4 separate regions of the Sus scrofa genome follow, and regions 1, 2 and 4 are each linked to region 3. The links are chromatin contacts, called in public HiChIP or PLAC-seq and promoter capture Hi-C maps. All regions are on one chromosome and are shown on one strand. The core of a region is the stretch at or near the end of the contact, and the rest is flanking DNA. Distances in the headings are between cores, read along the strand shown. Region 1 holds the start of CDO1 (cysteine dioxygenase type 1). Region 2 has its middle 72 kb from the start of LVRN. Region 3 holds the start of TMED7 (transmembrane emp24 protein transport domain containing 7). Region 4 holds the start of AP3S1 (AP-3 complex subunit sigma-1).

Region 1 (3,403 bases), core at 303-2,802, 140 kb after region 3:
TTCATTGAGTACCATTCCTCACCTGTAAGATAGGGATAAGTATGGTACCTATCTCATAGAGCTGTTGTGAGGTTAATATATGTGTCAAGTGACTGGAAGAGTACTAGAGCCCCTAACAAGTCCTCAATTACTTGGAGCAAATGGCAAAATTAAACGAGACTCTGATAGCGTCACTGGCAGCCACAGAAGGATAGGAATCAAAGGAATTTCCTTGAGCCACTTGCAAGCGGAAAACAGGACCCTCAAGAGCTCACTTTCTAATTCAACTCCTCAAATTCAATTGAAACCACCCTTGCCCACAAAACTTTACCAAACCCACTTGCACATGTTGAGGTAAAGGGACTACAGAAACTGCTTTGAAGGAAAACGTCACCTTTCTTTATTCTGCTCTTTTCAACTAACTAGCCGCCTTTCCCAGCCCTCCACACAAACCACCAGTAAGCCCGTAAGTGCTGGCTGCGCTTTGGAAAAGAAGCCCTCACTCTTCAGGGTGACTAAGTTTTACTTATCGCCCCAGAGGACTGGAAGAGCGTTTCATTTTTACTTAATCTCCAAGCCAGGGCTGCAAGGAGTGGTCTCCTAGGGCATCTCACTCACGAACATCTGGGAAGCAGGGGCCTTCAATTTACATTCCAGACCCTCAGATCTGAGGATAAGGGAAAACCTATTGCTTGGGGCTGAAAAAGAAGTACTCCGTTTAATTCTCGAACCTGACAGTGGGTTTAAATAAACCCGCAGTCCGTGGTGGTGGTGGGGGTAGTCAAATTGGTTTGGGAGAGGGGGCAGCATAAACCAAACAACAGCAGCTGAAAACTCCAAGATGTTATTTTAACAAAAATTCCCTTTGGCAGAAGCCTGGTTGCAGGCGACCCAGGGAGCAGTGATGGAGAATTGGCGTCGGGTAAGTGTGTCCTGCACTGTCACCCCTTTCTCCCGGCGGCCGTTGGAGTTCTCTCCTGGGAGCCCCTCCAGTTGGTCCAGCCAGTCGGAGCCTGGGTGAGTCCGGCCGCCAGGATTTCTCCCAGCCATCTCCTCGATGTCCGAGAGGAGCAACGGCTCAAAAGGAGAGAATATTGCTCCTGGGGCCGGGGAGAGAGGAGGAGTTGCGGGGGGGGGGGGTTCGGGAGCCGCGAGTTGATCCGCGAGAACAGAACAGAAAACCCGCAGCCGCGCGATGGCCTTCCCTTCGGGAGCCCGCCGCCGTCTCCGGGCACTGGGACTCACCTTCTGCTCAACCGCGCCGGGGTGTGGGAAAGGCCCGAGGACGCGGGGAGGGTGGGCGCGTCGGGCATCTGGCAGCTGGCGCTCTCCGGGAGTCAAACCCCCACCCACCGCGCCCGCTGGGACTCCGAGTCACCGTAGGCCTGCGCCCGAGATCCTCACCTGTACTGGTCGAACTTGGCGTACATGGCCCACTCCGCGGGGTCGCTCTCATAGGCTTCCATGACTGCCTGCACCTCCTCCACGTTGACCTCTTCGCTGGCGAAGAGCTGGTGCAGTATGCGGATCAGATCCGCCAGGGTGCGTGGCTTGAGCACCTCGGTTTGCTCCATCCCTTGAGCAGCTGACGCGCGTCTAGCTGCTGGGCTGCGACGAACGAGCTGAGAGAACGAGGAGCTGGGAGGCGAGGGTCCCCTAGCTGCTAGCTATACAGTTGCACACAGACACAAAGCCCCCAAAGGCACGAGTGCCACAGCGTAAAGAAACCCTTGCCAAGATATCAAGAGGTACCCTGGCAGCTTGGCCGTGGCGGACCTCGGTACCCGCCAAGCATGCAAATCGGGACCAAACCTGCTAGGTTCAGCCTCCCTGGGCCCTTTTTAAGCTCTCGGAGTCGGCGGGAATGTACCAACGGCCCTCCGAGGGTGGGGAGAAGCTGGGAGCGACCTGATAAGGGTGGCAGAAGGGGGATAAAGCTTGCAAAAAAGGCCCATGCACACGGTCCCAGCTCTTTCGATACTCTGGCCATTGCTGAGCCCTTCTCTCCTGGGTTCCAGCCCTCGCGGTGGGCTTCGTGCAATCTTTCCCCCACCTTAGCAGGGCGCGTTTTGGAAGCCCATCCCAACCTCTGTCCACCCCACCCCACCCCCGCCGCCTCTCTCAGAGGCCCCTCTCCACCGCTGCGGTTCGCGACCCTAAGACGCCGACAAGAGGGGTTTGGAGAAGGGGGAACGAAGAGGAAGGAATTAGAAGGAAAGGGATCCTTCATACAAATGGAGCCGACGAGAGAACTGTGAAGTTTGCAAAGGTTGAGAATGGATTCCACTCCCAAGGATGAAGAGCTACTGTTTGGTCGGTTGAAATCATTGATAATATATTCAGAGGCTAGGTGAAAAAGTCCAAGTCTTTTTTAAAAATTTGAATGGGCTGTACTGAAACTAATTTGACAAGGGAGACGTGGGTCTAGAGCAAGACTAGTGAAACAAATAGAAGGCCACATATTCTTTTTGGTTTTTAAAATAAAACATTATCTTAAAAATAACATATTCAGTGAAAACACTGATGTTTCAAGTAATGGTTCAAAGAAATGCTGTAATTTGAGTTCTAATTATACTTCAATTCTAGGGGTGTGCTTGCAGGAGCCTCCTGGTAATACACAAGGAGGGCATTTCTATGTAGTGGACAGAACATAGCAGCAAGCTTTGGGAATAATACAAATTAAGCATGAATGAAAATAAGAAAAAAGGGAGAGAAGAAATGCTAGGATAGCTTCCTTCTTTCTTGTTATAAAAAGACTCTGGGTAAAGATCTAAGCTTTGGGAAGACTGACCTGTTTTTTCTAGACTTTGTTTCAATTTTCAAGATATGTATGTGTATAAACATGTATGTACATGAATTTACTTGTGCCACCTTAAGTCTTAAACATCCCTAGTTAAACTGATTACACTATAAGTACTCTAACGATGTTATTAGGAAGTAAAAATGACACCTCAATCACCATTGTTCAAAAAGGGCTATAGGCAGAAAGCACTCCAGAAGCCAAAGATGTGGTTAAATAAAGAATTATGGGACAAAGTAACTTGTGCCTTTTCATCGTTTATTCAAAAATTTTTTTTATCAGTGTTTTCTACTGAGTCTCTAAATCAGTTCATTTCAGTTTTTAATCCATGAATATTTGGAATGAACAAAATTAAATAAGCTTTATTTTTCTGCATTTCATACTAGATTACACTCTTGAAATTTTTCAGACAATTCTTTTTCTACTTTCTCTGGCTCCTCGTGACAGACACCAAAAGGATCTTTGCTAATGTAGCCATATTCACACATTCATGTTGATTGCCTCTAAATCCTTGCCCAAACTCACATTTTCATTGACTCCTTGTATGTGGATGTCTCCCTCATCTCCCATAGTGAAAGCCATCTCTAACGCCTTTTGGTACCTCAAATGAAATACATTGAGTTT
Region 2 (3,424 bases), core at 761-3,260, 240 kb after region 3:
AGAGCTATCTATAGAGAAGGTTAATGGAACATGGCTTCAATACGTACAAGACGGATGGTCAGCCAGTAAGGGCATTGTCCAATCTATAGACAATCAAATAATAAATGGATGATCAGGAGATTAACTCTTGCTACAGATTCTGGTCCTGAGCCAGTTCTCAGACCCAGAACTCATTGATTGATAAAGATAACGTCTCCAGGAGGAAGGACCCTACACACCATGGCAAGTTCATATATTAACGATTTCCTCACTAATTTCTTCAAAGGGACTTACTTGGATAACTATTCACTGGGAAATGGAAAATACACAACCTTTTGAGGATTATTGGGCACAGTTTCCAGGTTGACACTGATAACTAGGAACCAAACATCATCATGTTCCATTGCCCCCATTACAGTGGAGCAGATGGGAGGTAGGTAATAAATTTAGTCCTGGCCCAAGTGTGGTTCATAGTGAGACTACCAGGTCTATAAATCCACCTATTGGTCATTTTCCCCATCCCTGAATGTAATTTGCATGGACAGGTGTCTGCAGGATAAAAGCTACTACAGAAAGGTTGACTTAAGTGGAAGCTTTGAAATTGTCCCCACACTCACAGCCAAGATATGTAAATAACAATATTGCATCTTGGGGAGAAGAGAGATATTAGTGCCACACTTAAAGACCTAAAAGATTTAAGAAGAGTGGATTCCATCACATACTCAATTAACTGACTAGTCTTCCCTAGAGGTGGATCCTGAAGGATGACAGTGGACTTCAGCAAACTTGAAGAAGTTGTAGCTCTAATTGTAGCTGTTGTACCAGATATGGTATCTTTCTTAGGGAAGATTAATGAGGCCTAAGTTAGCTGATATATGGCCAATGATCTGGTAAATGACTTCTTTTCCATCCTTGTTAGGTGGGAGGACCAGAAAACTCGTGATATGGGTATACAACAGTGTACTATGGATGTTAACTCACCTGCCCTCAGTGCATAATATAGTGAGAAAAGATCGGGATTATCTGAATATAATGTCACATTGGTCCACATATTTATGACATTATGTTACTTGAACTGAATGAACAAGGAGTTGTAAGCACATCGAAGGCCTTGGTAAGATAACATGCTCTCCAGGGTAAGATGAGCCCTGTGAAGTTTAAGGGACCTACCACATCAGTGAAGTTTGTAGGGATCTGATGATCTAGGATATGCCAAGGTAACCCTTTCAAAGTTAAAAAAAAAAAAAAAAAAAGTATTTCACAGCTTCCCCACTCAGGAGCAAACACAGTGTTTGGTAGGACTCTTCAGATTCTGAAGACAGCATACTTGATACTGGGAACCCTATTCCAGCCCATTTATAGAAATAGCTTCTAGCTTTGAGTGAGGCCTGGAACAGGAAAGGAAACTGCCAACAGGTCCAGCCTTGCGGTGCAAGTAATCCTTCCTCTTGGACCATAATCCTGACAGACCCAATGATATTAGAGCTGTCAGTGATGGCAAAAGATGCCATGTGCTATCTGTGACATCCCCCAGCTGGACAATTATAACATAAACCTCTTATTCACCTGCAATCAGACAGTGCCATCTGGAGTGGAAAATTATACATCATTTGAAAAATATCCCTGGTTAAGACAAGCATCTGATCATAGAAGTGACCATACATCCAGAACTGAGCTGGGAATCCATCAAACTCACAAAATCATAAAGTTAAGCAGACCCAGCAACAGTCTGTGGTAAGATGCAAGCAAGACATGGGACAGAATAGGGCAGAGTGTACAAATAAGCTGCACAAGTCCTGGCCCCGGTTTCATTTTCCACTGTTGACCAGTGCATCTCCTTTAGTTCCAGGAAAAGAGGGCTACACATGAGCCCAGCAGCATGAGTTCCTACTCATCTAGGCTCTTCAGATACTGCTTGTGCCAGGTGTTCTATCTACCAGTAACAGAGCCTTTGCTGAGTCCTTGATACAGCACCTTCCCTTGGAGAAGTGAAGCAGCCATGTGGTAACAAGTAACTTCCACTTTAGAAAGAGGGGTGAATTAATCTTGATAGAACTGACTCATATTCTGGGTATGGGCTTCCCTTTCCTGACTGCATGACCTCAGCCAACATTGCTATCGAAGGACTTTCAAAGAATTTGATCAACCTACATAGGAGCCCACCTAGCCTCACAAAGGACCAAGGAATCAATCTTAGGGCAAAGGAGGTGCTGCCGTGAATGCAGAACCATGAGATCAACTGATCTTGTTCTTTGCTGCCCAACTCAAGCTGCTGCACTGATAGGGCAATATAATGGTCTTTTAAAAGGGTACATCTGAGGCACCAGCTTGGGACTAAACCCTGCAAAGATGGGGCAACATTCTCCAGGATGTAATATATGCGCTTAATCCATAACCATTATATGGTGCTCTTTCCCCAACAGGTGGAGTGCAAGAGTCAAGCATCAAGGGGTAGAAGTAGGAGTCGCTGGACTTAAACCAGTCCCAGTGACCCACCAGGGGAATTTGTGCTTCCTGGCCTTACAACTCTAGGATCTGTGGTGTAGGGGTCTTGGATCCCAGAAATGTTTCCTCTAGGATGCAACAAGGGTTGTATTCACCTTTAATCTACAGCAGCCCCTCCATCCATTTCAGGATCCTCATATCAAAAGACCTTGTTGGCAAAGAAAAGAGTCCCCATCCTCCATTCCTCCACAACTCATTGACATCTGATCCAAAAAAAAATGTCTTTCAGAGCACCAAAAATAATAGCCATCATGACTTCTCTAGCAAAAATCACAGCTATTTTGGAGAAGGGTTTCATTAGGACTCTGTTGCTGGAGTTGCAGCTGCTGACTTAACACAGGTCACTCAGTGTAACTCCAAAACTGGACGTTTATATATATATATATAGTGTATGGTTGTGGAGAGGGAGAGAGAGAGCTTCACACTGAAGAGGAACCAACTATTGCAGGTAAAGAATAGATGAGGTTACCTCCGAGGCTATCTTACCACCCATGTAAGATCACAGAAATTGGAAAATATAATTTCTATGTCAGAATTACCTTCTGAAATAGGGTTGCTTGTTAAGAGTTCATAGGGAGTGATGTCAGCATCACAGTGATGGAAGATGTTCCTCTTGTCTTTCCTCCCCTTTTAAACTATTAATTAGGAGTTCCTGTCGTGGCGCAGTGGTTAACGAATCCGACTAGGAACCATGAGGTTGCGGGTTCGGTCCCTGCCCTTGCTCAGTGGGTTAACAATCCGGCGTTGCCGTGAGCTGTGGTGTAGGTTGCAGACGCGGCTCGGATCCCGCGTTGCTGTGGCTCTGGCGTAGGCCGGTGGCTACAGCTCCGATTCAACCCCTAGCCTGGGAACCTCCATATGCCACGGGAGCGGCCCAAGAAATAGCAACAACAACAACAACAACAAAAAGACAAAAGACAAAAAAAAAAAAAAAGGCATT
Region 3 (3,182 bases), core at 487-2,986:
GGGCCACCACAATAGCTTCCTAATCAGTATTCCATATTACTCTGCAACACACCATAACACCTTCTCTACTTGTACAAGTTAATATCTACACAACTACCAAGAAAACTTAGATTTTGTCACTGCACTGCTTATAATCCTATGACGGCTTTCACAACCTAGGAAAAAACAAATCCTTACACTGGTTTCTGGGCACTATATGGTCTGGCCCCTGCTAACCAGCCCTATTTTGGCTCCTTAATGCCAGCTCTATAGGACCTCTATGTGGTCCTCAAATTCCCCAGTCACTGTTTCCACAGTTTGCATGGGACCATGCAAAGGCTACTCCACTTTCCCCCTTACCAAAGTATTTCCAATTCATCCTTGACAGTTCAGCTTCAAATCACCTCCTAAAGGAAGCCTTCATAGAGTCCAAAGACCAGACTCTATGCTTTGAAAACACAACTCTGATGAATAAGCAGGTACTAATTAAGAAATGAAGAGTAGGAGGGTAGGGAATAAAAAAAATGACCCTATCTATTCTGATCACTTCTGTATCACCAGCACCTAATACTCAATAGCTGTTCAAATATTTTAAGGCCAACAGCAAACAACAACGAAAAAATTGTTCTAACCAATTAAAAAAATACATTCTGTTAAATCAATACTTTTATATAATCCCAAAGATGAGAAAGGGCCTGTCATTTATCACAGCGATTCCTTCTACAACACCTTTGGCAGATAGTCATCTGGTCTGAAACTGAGCTCTTCCAATGACAGAGAGCATTAACCAATAGTCCTCATATTGATGGAAAATCTGAAAAGCACTTCGAATCTGATGAAAGTGGAGGTATGGACCGCAGAATGTTAGACACTACAGAAGAGAACAGGACAGAATTTTTTTTAAAGGAGACTCTTCTAAAAAAGAAAGTTCAAAAGGTCTTGAAATGAAGAACATTAGAGAAAGGAAGCAAAAGACACGACCACACAAAGTATTTCTGGACATCCTATGCCTTACTCTCAGGTCTTAAATGTTTCTTGCACACAGTTTTGGGGACGAAAGCCAAATGCTCTGCATCAGCAACCTAGGGGTGATTCCTGAATTAGCCAAAGAACGAAGAAACTCGGACAGGAGAAAGGGGCACCTAGCAGTCACAGCCCCGACCTGGAACCGCGAACAGGGGCCCGGGGCTGTCTGTGCCCGTAATACCTGGAACTCGAGGGTGCACTTGGTGCCCTGCGTGATGTCCTCGTAGAAACACTGCTTGGCATTGTCGGGCAGCTCGAAGGTGATCTCAGACGCGCCGCCGGGCCCCGGCACCAGCAACAGCAGCAGCACGAGCAGCCTGTGGCCCCAACGGCCCGCGGCGGCCGCCCAGCGCTGCGCAGAGCCCAGTCTGGGCATCGTGAGGCGGCGGCGGCCTCAACCGAGCTGCGGGGGAGACGCGGGGTCAGGTCTGCACAGACTCACTGAGCGCGGCAGGCCTCAGCCCGGGAGGCACCGCGAAGACGCACAGCAGAGTTGCTCCGAGCCTCGGAGAGATTCGGGGTGAGAAGCGAGTCGCTGGGGCGGAGGAAGGTTGCTGAGGAACTGGGGCCTCGAGCCCAGAACGACCTGGGGAACAGAGATAAAGCCGGCAGACGAAAAGCGGAAAAGGCCCGAGATGGCTGTTAGTGCAGACTAGAACGGGGGTAAAGGGGCGGGGCCTGAGGCACCTGCTCTAGCGACCCGGATGTGCTCTCCCCCGCCGCCGGGAGACGCGGTGGAGTGCGTACGTGGAAGCTCGCGAGGCGTCAGCTCGGCCTCCCCCGCCTTCTGGGCCGAGGGGCGGGACCAGCGTGGTTAACGTGGCGGGGCGGGGCCAGGGCGGGGGGTGTGGCCGGCTGCTGCCGACGCTGGGCGGGCGGCTGGCAGTAGGAGCTACCCGCCTGCAGCTTCTTTTTCTGTGGGAGCTGAACGCTGGGGGAGCTCCGAGAGTGAAGAAGAGCTCATTCTGCCCTAAGGGGCTGATCGCCGGTGGTAGAGCGCTTTGCTTTGCGGTTCGCAGAGAGTTTTCTTACACATAATAACAAATTTGGGGGGAAGCAGTTTAGCAAGGAGCCTGAATTCTCGCTGGACTGCAGGAGTTCTAATCTCTACTCTATTTACTGTGACCTTGGACCCGTTGCTTAACCTCCCTGCTTCAGTCTTTGCATCTGTAGGATTATTACAAGGCTTCGATATTTGAAAAAAGTCCCTACAAGAGTGGTTGTCATGTGGTAAGCACTAGATAAGCTTTTGCGAGATGAAAAACATCTCTTGAGCGCTTATCATCACGCACTGTAGTAAACACAGATCCTTCAAACAACTCTATACGGTAGGTATTATTATGCCTATCTTAGTCGTGAGGAAATTCAGGATTAGAAAATTTTAATATAGTTGTCTGAGATTACACCACTGGTTTGTGCTTTAAAAATTATAGTGATATTAATAGTAGCTAACAGATGTTGATTTCTTAAATTATCCATTTTCTTCTGTATAGAACCACGAATTAGTTATTATATTTTTAAAAAATAAGTCATCATGGTGAGGCTCATGCCCTTTAAGAATGGCCAGCTGAGGGTAGGTAGATGGTTTTATGAGAAGGAAATGGAGGCACTGTAGGTAGGAGACCCGCAAGGAAGTGAGGGGGTGGTGGGAAGGCTAGCGCAGAGATGGACGTGTGTTGATGGGGGGGGCATGGAGGACTTCACTGGCCTGCTGTGTCCAGAGCTTCTACAGGGGAGGGGAGCCCCAAGGAGAAGGGATTTGGGGGAGACTGCATCTTCCTGAGAACTAGGCCAGAAAAAGAACTAGTGTGTGTCTTCGATTGGAAAGAAGACTGAATTTCAAAGTAGAATACCAGTTCTATTTTCTAACTCTTGACTTTTGCCAACTAACATTGCTCTTCAAAACCTCCTCTTCAGACATCAAATGGCAAACAAAGAATGAATGAATGAATAAGATTAAAACCCCGATGCAAAACAGTATACACTACCAGAGAGGCAAATTTTAAAAAATACAGTAATACCACATGTTGGTGAGTAAGCAGAGCAACGAGATCCCTCATACACTTCTGGTGAAAATGTAAATTGGCACAAAGACTTTGGAAAACAGTGTAGCTTTAATAAAGTAGGGGAGATATATATATATATATATATATATATATATATATGGCCTAGGAATT
Region 4 (3,263 bases), core at 269-2,768, 160 kb after region 3:
TCAGGGTAGAAATTCAACAACTACAAATAAGTTTTATATCACAGAGCCTAAATGCTCCCAGGAACTAGAAAATGAAAATTTGATTTTTAATTGATGGCTAAAAAACATAAATTGTGCAGACTTAAGGAAACATTATACATAACTCCAGGCCATATCTGGGAGGTGGGTCATTACTTTTAGCCACTGTTTTACACAAAAGCCTTCACGGTCAAGTACATAGTAAGCTGTTGACTAAGACTGCTAGATACTAAGACAAACCCTTTGAAAGTCTGTTCCTGCTTATAGTAAACTGATAGGAAAAAGGGGTAACCACAATCTATAAAATTAAGGGGATTCATTTAAAGAAAGATTCTAGCAGTTAGCCACATAACTAATCATAGGTTTCTATTTCTCTACTGGTGCATCATGTGGAAATAACTGAACAGATTTCCACCAAATGTAGAGGCAGTGTGATTTAAAAAGGGGACCGTGCTAGGAGAGACAATTATCCTCCCTAGCAGCAGAAAGTGAGGTTGGATGAAAGGGCATGGGATCACTAAGCACAACGTAGGATACCTACACTTTAATAAGACTCTGGTCTGAGAAAGCCTGTCTCATGGCCAGGGTCAACCTCTTTCAACAGGGGATGTTGATTTCCTGCTTTTCTCAGCAACTCTACAGAGTGTCCCATTTAGGAATTTCTGTATTTTACAATGGTGAACTAATTCTCAAGAAATAAAGGCTGAAGACAGCTAGTTCAAGCAATGAAATGATTCATTTACAAGCGTTCCAAAAAGGTGTTTTGCTTTGTTCTGTTTATTTAAAAGAGTGATGCCTATGCCTTTAATTCTCTCTTAGCATTCTTCATACTGGGTAAATCTCCCGTTTTTGGTCCAATTCACACTAACTGATTAAAACACAGCAACCTAATCGGAAGGTGTGGATTTTAATTGATTTACCACTGACCATCCCTATCACCTAAAATCATTACTCAAATTATTAGGTTCCTCATTAAGCATCTGGAACTACTGAGGTCCCAATGAGCGCCCACCTTCCGATAGCTCACGGTCTGCCCGATTCAAAGGAAGATGCGAGCACAGCATACTAAATGCTGTGGCACTCATGTGCGTCCAGAGATAGCTTCCTGAAAGGCACTCAAGGCAAACGTCTTAAAAGCCGAAAAGTATACTTCCTCTCTCCTGCTCAAAAACCTCGTCTTGAGCCGGCCCTGGTCTGGAACCCGCCCTCCTCTAATTTTCATTAGCTGCCATCCCTACTTGAACTGTAAGGAAGGCTTAAGCTTCTCTGCCCAAAGTGAAACTTCTCGAAAATTACTTTTTTTCTTGGTGTCACCGGCAGGTTCTTCTGTTCCGGGGGAAACTGAAGCGGAAGAAGGGGGTTCCGGAGTGGCAGTTTCTGGGGAGACCTCCGTAGGTCCATCGCCCTCAGCAGCAGTTGCGGGCGGGAGCTGCAGCGCAGACTCCGGCTCCTCTGCCATCTTGCACCGAGAGAGGTGAGGGCGGAAGTGGTCGCTCCGCGCGCGTCGTGGGCGGGCTTTGAGCTGGTGAGAGTCGCTAGGAAGGCGCCGGAGTAGGCGGGTATCCAACCTACTACGAAAGTCAGTATTGCAGCCTGGTCCCCTATGTCCAACCTGCTGCAGTCTTCTGACCGTTGATAACGCAACTGCTTCCCCCAAGACAACAAATCTCCGGAAATGTTCGGTGAGCAACGGCCCCACGAGCTGCCGAATGCGCAAGCGCCGCTTTGCTAGGCGCTCCGGCCTGAAGCTGTTTCCGCTTCCCTCCGCGCTGGCCCCGCCCAGGCCCCGCCCCACCCAAGCCCCGCCCCGCAGCCTGGAGGCGCGCGCGCGCGCGCGCGTGCGGGAGGGGGCGGGTGGGGAAGGATCGCCAGAGAGATCCGAGGCGAGCCTCGCGCGCCCGCCCCCGCCCTGGCCCCCAGCTCCCACCCGGTGGGCCCGGCTCAGCCATGATCAAGGCGATCCTCATCTTTAATAACCACGGGAAGCCGCGGCTCTCCAAGTTCTACCAGCCCTACGTGAGTACCCTGCCGCCGCCAACCCGGGCGAGGGGGAGTCGTTGGCTGCCGGCTGCGCCCTCAGGGCGACCCCCTCAGGCGCGCCGCGGCCCTGCTCGCGCCCTGGCCGTCTCGCGCTCGCGGCTGTCAGCCTCCGGGTGGGTGTGAGCGAGGTGCCCACTTCCCGCCGCGCTCCCTTCCTCCGACGTGGCTCTGTCCAGGCGGCTCCTCCGCCCGTCTGTGGGCTGGGTGGTTTCCTGGCTGAATGGGCGAGGCTCTGGAGACTTCCCGGTGCTGGGCCGAAGCCGGTCTGGCATCCGCAGCCCACCTGCGCCGCGAGCCCACCCGGCGCTCTCGCCTTTCCGCTGCCCGCGGCTTGTGTTAGCCGCCCAGGGAGACCGAGCGGGGCCGGTTGCCTCGCAGCCCCACCTCCCTGAGTTCCAGCCTTTCCTGGTGGACTTCTTTCTCTTTTCCTGTGGGCTCATGGGCTACTGCTTTTCGCCGTAATCCTCTCGTCGCGCAGGAACTTTGGCTTCCTGCGTTGGAGACCTGCACGCTCTGTATAGTCTCTCCTGTTAGGCTGCCATACGTGATACACTGCCCACTGTGGCTTTCAGGTGTCTCCTTTTAAAGGAAAAAGATAAGTGAGGACTTAACGTTTTCCTGTGGCTGTTCCCCTTGGTGGCTACAATTTATTTACTCTTGGAATAACTGGCGACCATTGTATTTGACCGATTAGAACTGTGATTCTATATCTCAAAGTTAGAATTTCAGCGGCTGGTTTGGCATTTGTCTACGTAAGGGAATTTTCCCTAATTTATAGCTTTTCTGCTACTTACGAGAAGTAGTAATATTAAACTCTTTTAAACGGGTACATACTGTTGAAAAATGCAGAAGGTTTCAAGGTGATGACGATAAGTTATCATTGGTTGAGGGAGGGTCATAGACAGGTGTGCGTATCTGAGGGCAAAATCCACCACGAGGTAAAACATGAAATTGGACTCTGTGGTAGGAATAATGTAGAGATATACCTATGTGTGGTGTTGGGGCATTTTGCTTAGAGCCAAAAATAAACTTTCAGTTAAATATTGAAATTGTGCCAAGGCTAACACTTTTATGCAGATAAATCCCAGATGGAAATCATTCCTGCCATTAAAAATTGAATGTGAAAATGTCACTTTGCCTAAAAACGATAATGCAGTCTGTGGAGGTGTTAGTTGAAGTGAGAAATCTTGAGCTCATTCCTCATT

The links. Promoter capture Hi-C pulls out the DNA fragments that hold promoters and counts their contacts. HiChIP or PLAC-seq counts read pairs in DNA pulled down with a chosen protein or histone mark.
Region 1: a promoter capture Hi-C map of liver shows a contact between it and region 3, with 5 times the contacts expected there. The contact joins the promoter of CDO1 here to the promoter of TMED7 in region 3. A contact is called at or near these places in 5 of 5 promoter capture datasets (fetal liver, fetal skeletal muscle, liver and 1 more), 24 of 47 Hi-C or Micro-C datasets (adipocytes, blood, brain and 11 more) and 2 of 2 datasets of contacts at active chromatin or transcription factors (alveolar macrophages and skeletal muscle).
Region 2: a contact with region 3 is called in an H3K27ac HiChIP or PLAC-seq map of alveolar macrophages, with 7 times the contacts expected there. The contact joins the enhancer-like site here to the promoter of TMED7 in region 3. A contact is called at or near these places in 3 of 5 promoter capture datasets (fetal liver, fetal skeletal muscle and liver), 23 of 47 Hi-C or Micro-C datasets (alveolar macrophages, blood, brain and 14 more) and 1 of 2 datasets of contacts at active chromatin or transcription factors (alveolar macrophages).
Region 4: a contact with region 3 is called in a promoter capture Hi-C map of fetal liver, with 4 times the contacts expected there. The contact joins the promoter of AP3S1 here to the promoter of TMED7 in region 3. A contact is called at or near these places in 4 of 5 promoter capture datasets (fetal liver, fetal skeletal muscle and liver), 23 of 47 Hi-C or Micro-C datasets (adipocytes, alveolar macrophages, blood and 12 more) and 2 of 2 datasets of contacts at active chromatin or transcription factors (alveolar macrophages and skeletal muscle).

What each region holds. Positions count from the first base shown.
Region 1 is chr2:119,938,873-119,942,275 of Sscrofa11.1, forward strand. It overlaps CDO1 (cysteine dioxygenase type 1), which reads right to left and starts at 1,553. Exons shown (of 5, transcript NM_001167643.1): 1 at 1,384-1,553. The coding sequence starts at 1,553.
Region 2 is chr2:120,044,026-120,047,449 of Sscrofa11.1, forward strand. No RefSeq gene overlaps it. Among named protein-coding and RNA genes, the nearest start is that of LVRN, 72 kb to the right of the region's middle. Within about 2 kb of position 2,011, at least 2 of the 83 cell types and tissues checked have an H3K27ac peak or open chromatin away from gene starts, as enhancers often do. A contact at or near this core is called in alveolar macrophages, where this site is marked.
Region 3 is chr2:119,802,670-119,805,851 of Sscrofa11.1, forward strand. It overlaps TMED7 (transmembrane emp24 protein transport domain containing 7), which reads right to left and starts at 1,737. Exons shown (of 3, transcript NM_001202540.1): 1 at 1,187-1,737. The coding sequence starts at 1,381.
Region 4 is chr2:119,964,021-119,967,283 of Sscrofa11.1, forward strand. It overlaps AP3S1 (AP-3 complex subunit sigma-1), which reads left to right and starts at 1,519. Exons shown (of 6, transcript XM_021084654.1): 1 at 1,519-2,034. The coding sequence starts at 1,966. It overlaps ATG12 (autophagy related 12), which reads right to left and starts at 1,682. Exons shown (of 4, transcript NM_001190282.1): 1 at 1,315-1,682. The coding sequence starts at 1,477.